Regions from separate parts of the Mus musculus genome. Here region 2 is linked to region 1. Evidence: chromatin contacts called from public Hi-C data. All regions are on one chromosome and are shown on one strand. Each heading gives the region's core, a stretch centred on a gene start, on an enhancer-like site or on the middle of the called end of the contact. The rest is flanking DNA. Distances are from core to core; before and after follow the strand shown.

What was found. Hi-C and Micro-C count contacts between places; a contact is called where the count stands out from the background.
Region 2: a contact with region 1 is called in a Hi-C map of bone marrow-derived macrophages, with 64 read pairs. The contact joins the promoter of Cercam here to the enhancer-like site in region 1. A contact is called at or near these places in 11 of 39 promoter capture datasets (the 3T3-L1 cell line, the HPC-7 cell line, HPC-7-derived erythroid cells and 5 more), 5 of 15 datasets of contacts at CTCF or cohesin (CD8 T cells, embryonic stem cells, large pre-B cells and 1 more), 130 of 484 Hi-C or Micro-C datasets (B cells, the Ba/F3 cell line, the C2C12 cell line and 57 more), 25 of 115 datasets of contacts at active chromatin or transcription factors (the 230-238 cell line, the HPC-7 cell line, the SCID.adh cell line and 13 more) and 5 of 9 other capture datasets (adipose tissue, embryonic stem cells, liver and 2 more).

What each region holds. Positions count from the first base shown.
Region 1 is chr2:29,763,141-29,768,111 of GRCm38.p6, reverse strand. It overlaps Gm13547 (predicted gene 13547), which reads right to left. Exons shown (of 4, transcript NM_001177392.1): 2 at 4,610-4,717; 3 at 4,320-4,363; 4 at 4,023-4,220. The coding sequence ends at 4,124. It also overlaps a transcript of Trub2 not described here. Among named protein-coding and RNA genes, the nearest start is that of Gm13547, 4.1 kb to the right of the region's middle. Within about 2 kb of position 3,086, at least 6 of the 459 cell types and tissues checked have an H3K27ac peak or open chromatin away from gene starts, as enhancers often do. A contact at or near this core is called in bone marrow-derived macrophages and granulosa cells, where this site is marked.
Region 2 is chr2:29,866,600-29,871,570 of GRCm38.p6, reverse strand. It overlaps Cercam (cerebral endothelial cell adhesion molecule), which reads right to left and starts at 2,077. Exons shown (of 12, transcript NM_207298.2): 1 at 1,846-2,077; 2 at 438-548; 3 at 179-296. The coding sequence starts at 2,033. 2600006K01Rik (a long non-coding RNA gene) reads left to right here and starts at 1,160. Exons shown (of 3, transcript XR_003954007.1): 1 at 1,160-2,011; 2 at 2,201-2,999; 3 at 3,176-3,220.

The DNA of each region.
Region 1 (4,971 bases), core at 1,837-4,336:
GGAACAACCAGGGCCTGTGAGATGGCGTGGGAGCAACGAGATCAGGTCTCTCCTTCGTGGCAGAGAGCTGAGATGGTGCTGGCTCTCAGGGTGGGAGGTTGGTGTGTCTGCTGCACTTTATTACTGGTGCTTGGCAGCCATCTCACCAGGTACCAGAGAACACACAGCAGAGGCAGAAGATGCCATTCACACTTAGGAAACTGCCTGGTGGCACAGGTCTGTAATCTCAGGTACTCAGGAGGCTGAGACAAGAGGATCATAAATTCAAGACCATCTTGATGGCAGAGTGACTCAGGGTTTGCCCAGTCTCCAAATGAAACATGAGGAAGGGTTGGGAGCTTAGTCTGGTAGTAGAGCATTTGCCTAGCAGGCATAACTTGACACCACAGATGAATACCCACAGAAGCTAGCCTGGTGAATAGGCCCTAGGGGAGGCTGAGGCAGGAGGATCACACATTCAAGGCCAGCCTGGGCTACAGGGTGAATTCAAAGCCAGGCTTGGCAACTTGGCAAGATACTATCTCAAAGTGAAAATTGAAAAGAAGAAACCTGGGAATGTGCCTTAGCAGATAAACGTTTGCTTACCACATGCAAAGCCCTGGAGCTGGGGAGGTGGCCCGGTAGGTAAAGTTCTTGCTATATAAGCTTGAGGGCCTGAGTTCAGTCCCCAGCGCTGTGTGGCAGCATGCACCTGCAATGCCAGGTGCTGAAGGGTGGTGACAGGTGGCTGGTTCACTAGCGATCATTGACCAGCATCTTAGACTGTGACTCAAAATGTAAGATGGAGAAACCATTATGAAGACATTGATGTCACCTCTGGCCTCCACATACCCCTGCATCCACATGGCATACATTCATACACACACCTCCACTCACACACTCATCAAAATAAATCTTCAAAAAATTGTGGGGTGTGTGTAGGTTTGCCTGTATGGGAGCATTTACAAACATTACAAGTTAACAACCTAGGACTGGGGTTATAGGCACTTGTGAGCTGTCTTGTGTGTGTGCTGGGGATTGAACTCAGTCCCTGTATGAGTAGCCAGAGCCACCAGTGTTTCTAACTGCTGAGCCATCCTCCAACCCCCAGACAACTTCTACAAAGCATGGCAGAGGTTTGCGACTAAGACCTCATGTCTAAGGGCTTAGAGAAATTGTGGATCCTTCCACCCTCCATGCGTCCCTCCCCTTGGACAGGAACTAGGCATCTGAGCGCTGTTTCAGCACTTGGGAGATGGAGGAAGGAGGGATGTGTTCAAACCATCCTGGGCTACATGAGAACCTTGTCACAAGATCTCTCCTCATTCTAAATAAAGGGTCTTGTTACCTAGCCCTGGCACTCATGGAATATGCTATGTAGACCAGGCTGGCCTTGAACTCACAAAGATTCCACCCCCCCCCATCTCCACCTCCCAAGTGCTGGAATTAAGTGTGTAGCACACCACACCATTTGAAAGGCTAGCCTCTGCTGGGGAGGCAGCTCGAGTCAGACACTATGTATCAGATGTAACGAGCCTCGCTCTCTGTACTCAGCTGGCTCAGTCTGGGGCTGGACTGCTCCACAAGACCTTGCTCCATTGTTGGGGTCAATGAGGTGCCTCAGGTGAGGTGCACAGGCCTGGCTGAGCCACAGACTTGTGTAAACGTTGGTTATTGCAGTCCTGAAGGCGACTGGTTTGGGTGTGTGACTGCCACTCACCTCTGCTTCTGCCTTCCTGGAGGACCTTTCCTTACAGTGCCTCAGGACCAGGCTGGGAGGCTCCAACTCCTCCTCACCATGAAGCTGGGTGCTTTGTCTGGCTCCTGTCACGCTGTCACTGAAGTGTACTTGTCTCTTGAGAAAGGCTAGAGAGGGTGCAGTTTGATGGTCCCACCACATGGCACTCAGAGGTCTCGAACCTTCTGGCTGTCTGGGATGAGTGGAGATTATAATGCACTTTTGTCCTGAGTGCCACAGGTTCGGGATGAGACATAAAATTTTAGGTTTTTTTATTAGATATTTTCTTCATTTACATTTCAAATGCTATCCTGAAAGTCCCCTATACCTTCCCCCTGCCCTGCTCCCCAACCCACCCATTCCCGATTCCTGGCCTGTACTGGGGCATATGATCTTCGCAAGACTAAGGGCCTCTCCTCCCATTGATGGCCGACTAGGCCATCCTCTGCTACATATGCACCTAGAGACACAGCTCTGGGGGGGAGGGGGTACTGGTTAGTTCATGTTGTTGTTCCTCCTATAGGGTTGCAGACTCCTTCAGCTCCTTGGGTACTTTCTCTAGCTCCTTCATTAAGGGCCCTGTGTTCCATCCAATAGATGACTGTGAGCATCCACTTCTGTACAGGCACTGGCATCGCCTCACAAGAGATAGCTATATCAAGGTCCTATCAGCAATAAAATTATAGTTTTTAAAGAAAATTTTATTTTTAAAAATTTGGATATGTAAACTCGAGTGCCCACAGGGGGCAGAAGAGGGAGAGAAGTTGCCAGAGCTGGAGTTACCTGCTACCAGTTGGTGGGTAGTGGCTCTGGAGCTGAACCCCCTCTTCCCAAGCTCCAAGTCCTCTTTCCAGTTCTGTAGAGGGATGCTGGGAATACAGGCTTTGGGCTGAACTCCAGCCCAGCTATTAAATCTGGAGATAGGCTCTCCACTTGCTTACCCAGGCGGGTCTCAATCTATGGAAGCGATCTGCTCACATCAGCTTCTTTGGCACTCACTGGGGTAATTTATTTTTATTTTTGGACAGGGCCTGGCCATGTAGGGAGGGCAGGACTGGCCCTGAACTCTGCTTCTTTCTTTTCTCAGTCTCTGGAGTTGAAATCACAGGTGTGAGCCATCATACCTGACTCTCAAATGTTTTCAAGTAGGGTTTACAGTGGGTATAGTGAGGCAGTGTATAATATACATGCCTTCTCTGTCAGCCTCGATTTTCCAACCAGGTGACCCCTTCCTGCTCCCTTGAGACTCCTGGAAAGAAAGCTGAAAGATCCAGCTTGTGGCCATTGGATGGCACAGACTGGATTGGAGAAGCCCACAGAAGAGAGGCTACCCAGCTGATGGGCACATCACTAGGTGGACACTGCCCCCTGGAGGCTAGTGCTTGCTATGGCACATGAGAAAGCTGTTCTCACACAGACCTGGATCTGGGATGTTTTCTTCCCCAGTGCCCTTGGTACTGGTGATATGTGCAAAGGCAGAGCTTGGTTAAGATGCAGTTGGGCCAGGTTCTTGTATCACTCCAAGGATCTGAGTGGACCAGCCTGCCTGCCTCTATTCCTGTTCGCTTCTCAACTAAACGTTATTCCTGTCTCTGGCTTCTGTACATACTGTCTCCAGTTGGGACTGTCCACAGCACTGCTGTCTGTCTGTCTTTCTGTTGTACAGATGTCAGTGTTTGTTCCCAAGGGTCTCAGATTGGTTAAGTATTGCTCAAACATGCTCTTGTGATCCCATGGCCTCTCTCTCTCTCTCTCTTTTGAAGACAGGGTTTCTCTGTATAGCCCTGGCTGTCCTGGAACTCACTCTGTAGACCAGGCTGACCTCGAACTCAGAAATCCGCCTGCCTCTGCCTCTGCCTCCCAAGTGCTGGGATTAAAGGCATGCACCACCATGCCCGGTGGCGTCTCATTTTCTATTTTGTTTCTGGGAATTGAGCCCAGAGCCTTGTGCTCAGTAGATAAGAATGTAGTCACTGAGCTACATTCCAAGCCCCCTTCCCCCATGACAGTTTTGAGACAGGGTCCTAATCCATGGTCCAGGCATTCATGTTGGAAGATGTGAGGCCCTCCCCGTTGATGTAGGATGTAGACTAGGAGAGACAATACCTCACATGGAGGTGCTCTGTGACCCTCAATGTCTAATCCCTGCAGCCTCCTACTTCCCCCTCAATTAGCAGAATCTCCTTTTCTGCTCACTCACACCCCCTTTGTGCCACTCCTTATGGCTCTTTTCCCGCCATGGATCAACCTCACCGTTCAACAGCTGTCACCTCAAACCACACCAGGATAAAAATCACGTTGCCCATTGTGGTCCAAATCCAAGTCTTCTCCAGTATGACAAGAGCCTCTCATGAATTAGTCTCTTGAGAATCCCACCTCATTTTCTAACATACTTTCCTTTCCTCTCTACCTTCTTTCTGGGTCCCAGTCCTGTGGTATCTCAGACACAAGGCCATTGAGCTGTTGAGAAAGTTGTTGCAGACTCTCAGTCGATGAGAAAGTCCTAAGGGAGGAGACATGAGATCAGGGGTGCAGGTAGTTTGATGGGAACAGGGCTCATGGGCAGAGGCTTGCCCCGACTCCCTCAGTAGGGAACACTTACTTGGTCTCCTCCATGAGGTTAGAGCAATTGCCAGCATCATGGCTCTGTATGGGTAGAAAGAAATAAGCTAGCATTATTTAGCTTCTGCTTACTGTCACACAGGGACACAGTAGGCCAAATTCATCTCAACACCCATCATCCCAAATGTTCTCCATCTTGGCCTCCCCATGCCAGGCTCCAGGAGCAGCACCTGAACCAAGCTATCTAAACAGAGTAGAGAGTCTATAGAACTCTGGGAGTCCTTTGGGAAGCAGACAGGAGGGTGGCAGGCAAAGGGGAGAAGCACAAACCTGAAGTGATACCCGACTAATGAGATCAGCATCTGGGCAGGGAACGACACCAAGAAACATAGTGTCATCAGTGGTTGGCGGTGCAGGAGCAGTGCCATCCGTGGGCACCTGTCACAGAACAGAGCAGGGGTGAAGGATTAGAAGACCACGTGGGAGAGAGGCTCCTCACTGCCATGGACATTCGTGGTCCACAGTCTGCCCACTTCCCTCTAGGGTATCAGACATATCTGCACACCAGACCGAGGATGGCAAAGCGCAGTTTGGCATGAACATCCACTGGACTCTGGTTCAGCTGGGAATGCTGGGAGTTTCCCAGCTCTTAAAAGAGGGAAAAAAGGAGTTTGGGTGGCTTGCACTGGTGG
Region 2 (4,971 bases), core at 828-3,327, 100 kb before region 1:
CAGCATATAACCTAAGACCTGTACAAGGAGCCAGGCTTAGTATCTAGTGTGAGCTTAAATACAGGGGTCTCAGCTCAGTCTTCAGAAGATCTGTCCTATAGACAGTTTGGTTATAACCAGACTTTATTGGAAGCAGGTCCTGAGGCCTCCCCCATACTCTGTAGCCAGGCTTTCTTACCAGGATGTAGTCAGCTCCCCAGTCCCTGGCAAAGGCCAGTGCTTCCTGCCTCAGCTCCATCAAAAACTGATGCCGTTCTTTGGTCCAGTGCTTGGGACCCTGTTCATCTGGGTAGGACCTGAAGTGGAGAAAGGTGAAATGCTCTCTTGAGAGAGGGGCCTCTCGTTCTCTGCATAGAATAGACATGCGTGCTCTGGGGGCTGTGCCCTGGGGAATAGCTGTTCACCATCTTCCAGTACCCTTGCCCTCGGTTAACCACCTGGCCTCCTCCTCAGGCTTCCAGACGACAGTCGCATAGTCCCGACCCACAGCAGCCAGCCATTCCCGGAGCATCCCTGTGGTGTTGTCCATGTTGTGATCTGTGGCACACCTGTGAGCACAACACAGAATGACTGTCCTGAGAGCGATGGGGCAGAGTTGTGCGCTCCAGTGGAGGTGCTGGAGGATGTCCTGTGTAGCCTCAGGCAAGGTCCATGCCTCTCTGTGCTTCACGTCTGTCCTTCTAATTTTGTGCATTGTACTGTGGGAATTGAACCCAGAGACTTGTACACATCAAGCAAGCCCCTGACCCCTGAGCCATCCTCGGCCTGAGTGCACTTGAAAAGTCCCTTGAGCTTAAAGATTGCACCTGCCACGTCCCTTCACTTCCGTCCCTCTTCATGGCTCCACACATCAGGCCTTTTCCAGCTCAGAATCAGACAAAACAGTCATTGCCTTTCTCTCCTTACCTAACTCCCCCCAGCTGTAATTAGGCTCACACCATGCTCCGACAACCCCTGAGAAGTGTTAGTGGTGATCCAAGTTCTGTTACCATGGAGCACAGCTTTCCCTCTGCTGGGGAGGGGGCTCTAGTAATGGAGGTGGAAGGCTTAGCCAAGAGCCCAGGTTTTAGGCGATGCTGTTCCTTTAAGCCAATTCCCCAGAACTACGTGTCAAGTCTTACAGGGGTGGGAACTAACTAACTCCCCAAGTGTGGTGGCTGTGGGCAGCCTCCCCAGGCCACAGCTCCACCCCAGCCCAACTTTGGTGTGCTGTGAGGAGTACTCTATCTCCAGCCTCTGCTCAGGCTCCTCCCTGTTTTGACTTTTTTAGACAGGGTACTGCAACCTCTGATCCCAGCGTCCCATGAGACCACACCCTTGGCTATCAGAACCAGCCAGCCCCTCTCTCTACCCAGAGAAGCTTAGCAGTACCACTCAGAAGGGCACCCGAGCATGCCGCCTGGAGCTGAGGGTTCCCTCCACCTGCTCTCTAGAAACCTCCAGTCTGACTGATCCTTTCTATGCTGGGCCCCAGGGGATTCCAGAGGTTCAGTCTGTTCTACCGCACATCAGGCAGACCACAGGTCTTTACTGCGATGTACTGCCGAGCCCCAAGGGCTAGGTCAGAAAGGACAGGCCTAACTGAAACCCAGGGGAAACCCGGGAAGCCGGGGACGCCCGAGACATGTAGGGAGCCCAAAGGAGGGGTGAGTGTCCCTGGGCTGAACCCTGGCCTCAGAGGTCTATTCTTGCCCCGCGGGGTCTAGGAATACTGTTGAAGGGCTGTCTGGGAGGGAGGAGCTTGTTCGGGTTGTGTCTGGGCAGAAGTAATGAGGCCTCCAGGTCAAAAGCCTTCCTGGGTCCTGGGGCTTGATGCCCATATGCACCCACCCCTGGATCTCTCACCAGAGGGCCAGCCTGGCCCGGGGGTAGTCCAGGCGCTCCAGCGCACCCAGGTAGTGGGGCAGAGAGTGTTCAGCATTGCGGGCCAGGATGGCAAGGACCACGGTGGGTAGCGTCGGCTCTGTGACACTGGCAGCCCGGAGCTGCTGCCCCAACAGGAGCAGCAGAGGTAGGAGCCGCGCAACGTGCATGGCGGGACTCGGTGGCTGTGGAGGGCCCCGGGTTTCCCACCACAGTAGGGAGGGGGCGGGATGGGCGGGGCATGGAGGCGGGGTCTTAGAGGGGCGTGGTTACTGCCTTGGGGCCCCTGCGCCCCTCTTAGGCGCCTGTACGCTCCGCTGTCCTCTTCTCCGCCCAGGCCCTAGAGGTCCAGGGTTAGGCACCTGCTCCAGACGCGTCCTGGGGTCCGCCTTCTCCGTGTGGACCTCGGAAGGCGTTGGCACGGAAGGAAGGATCCGTGGGCCATGGTGGACCGCTTGTACCATGGGCGTTCATCTCACTCCTGGAATACTGACACCCGGGATTCCCGGCTCTCTGCCTCTCAGCCGTGGAGGCTGCAGTCTTCGCGAGGAGCCCAGGTTCCCGCCCCCTGCTCCATCTGAGACGCCCTCTGGCGGCCTGAGGCAGTAACTCCACATACCCAGCAGATGACGCGATGAGTTGGAGAGCAAGCCCAAGCTTGGGGGAGAGGACTGAGTGCAGCTGATCTGGCCACTTCCGCGACCTCGCATCACCTCCGCAGGCTCCGGCCCTTAAAGCAAAGCCCTTCTTTCAATTGCTTTGTTTGTTTGTTTGTTTGTTTGTTTGTTTGTTTCGAGACAGGGTTTCTTCTCTGTGTAGCCCTGGCTATCCTGGAACTCACTTTGTAGACCAGGCTGGCCTCGAACTCAGAAATCCACCTGCCTCTGCCTCCCAAGTGCGGGATTAAAAACGTGCGCCACCACCGCCCGGCTTCAATTGCTTTTTAATACAATAAAATTAAAGATTGCATCTTTAACTTCCCAAATAAGACCTAAGCAACATCATCACATTGACTCTGAGGAGCATTTCGTTTGACACAATGTGTTTGTTTTTTCTTTTGAAAGAAGAGTTATTTGGGAGGGGATGCACTTGGTCCTGTGGAGGCTTGATGCGCCAAGAAGGAGGATACTAGAAGGGTGAGGAGGGAACAACGGGTGGGTGGGTGGTTGAGCTCCCTCTTAAAGGCGAAGGGGAGGGAGGTGGGATTGGGGAGATCCTGGAGGGAGGACTGGGAAGGGGAACAACATTAAAACATAAATAAGGGCTGGTGAGATGGCTCAGTGAGTAAGAGCACCTGACTGCTCTTCCGAAGGTCCGGAGTTCAAATCCCAGCAACCACATGGTGGCTCACAACCATCTGTAACAAGATCTGACGCCCTCTTCTGGAGTGTCTGAAGACAGCTACAGTGAACTTACATATAATAAATAAATAAGTCTTTAAACAAATAAATAATAATGATAATGATGGTAATAATAAAGCAGAGCCCACTCCGACTGAGGGTAGGACTTAGGGGTCACCACAGAACCTCTGATGGCAACCCATCCCGCTTCCAAAATAGGAGATACAGCCTCCTTTGGGACAGAGCAAATCTTGGGACTCTGTTAGAATGAAAGGGAATCTCCAACCTCTCTTAGGAGAGAAAAAAGGATGAGGGAAAGGGGCTTAAGATATTCTTGCTGGGTATCTGTCACCAATCTCTGACAGTCACTTTCCCTGAGTCTCCTGATTCTCACAGGTAAAACCTGACTGATGATGGCTAATGTGAAGGTTTGCTACAGGGAGACCTTGAGCATGAATGCACTTGAGGCGCGCTCTCTCTCTCTCTCTGGGTAGGGAGCCTGAGCCAGGCCTCTGCATCCATCTACCTTCCCTCTGCCTGAATGGTCTGCTTTCCTAGATAGAGCTGCTCTTTAGCTCTTCGGGACACTAGGAAAGTGGAAGGACACACTCCCTCTATTGAGAGAGGATGGAAGGAGCAGGTTCAACAACGAAAGCGCTTACCTGATGATGAACAGTCTCCCGGGGGCTGGACACTGGACTCAGATCTCTACCCTGGCTTTGGTCACAGCTTCCTGTTGGACTCTTTCCAGGCCAATGGTCCTGCAATGAGAAGGGCCCATGAAAACATCCTGGAGGGAAGGGGGAAGGCAGCGTCCTCTCTTTTGCATGGCAGTCTCCGGCACAGGGATTGCTGGTCCCCATTGTGGATTCTCTCTAAAGCTGTCCCCATCCTACTCACCCAGAGCCACTGCCCACTCTATTAGTGACAGGGGTGCTGTGGTCAGAGTGCTTGTGACCCCACCTCCACCCTGCAACACTCATATCTGAAACCTAATCACCAGTGTCATGGTACTGAGACAGAGGAGAGACTGGAGAGATGGCTCAGGGGTTAAGGGCACTGGCTGCTCTTACAAAGGACCAATTCCCAGAACCCATTTGTCAGCTAACAACCATCTGTAATTCTAGTTCTAGGAGATACAAAGGCTTCTGGCTTCCTCAGGCACCAGGCCTGAGGCTCAGACATAGCCTGGTAGATCACACTTGTAATTCTAGAGCTTGAGAACCCGAGGCAGGAGGATGTCATGGCTGAGCTACAGTGGGATTTTGTCTCAACAATAATCAATTAATAAAAAGTGGGGGGCTGGAGAGATGGCTCAGCAGCTAAGAGCGCTGACCGCTCTTCCAGAGGTTCTGAGTTCAATTCCCAGCAGCCACACGGTGGCTCACAACCATTTGTAATGGGATCCAATACACTCTTCTGGTGTGTCTGAAGACAGCTACAGTGTGCTCATATACATAAAATAAATACATCTTTAAAAAATAAAGAGGCTGGAGAGATGGCTCAGTGGTTAAGAGCACTGACTGCTCTTCCAGAGGTCCTGAGTTCAAATCCCAGCAACCACATGGTGGCTCACAACCATCCATAATGAGATCTGACGCCCTCTTCTGGTTCATCTGAAGACAGCTACGGTGTACTTATATATAATAAATAAATCTTTAAAAAAAAAAAAGTGGGGCTGAAAAACAGTGTCAGCAGTTAAAAAGCACTGACTGTTCTTGTAGAGAACCCAGGTCCAATTCCCAGCACTCACATGGAGGCTTACAAC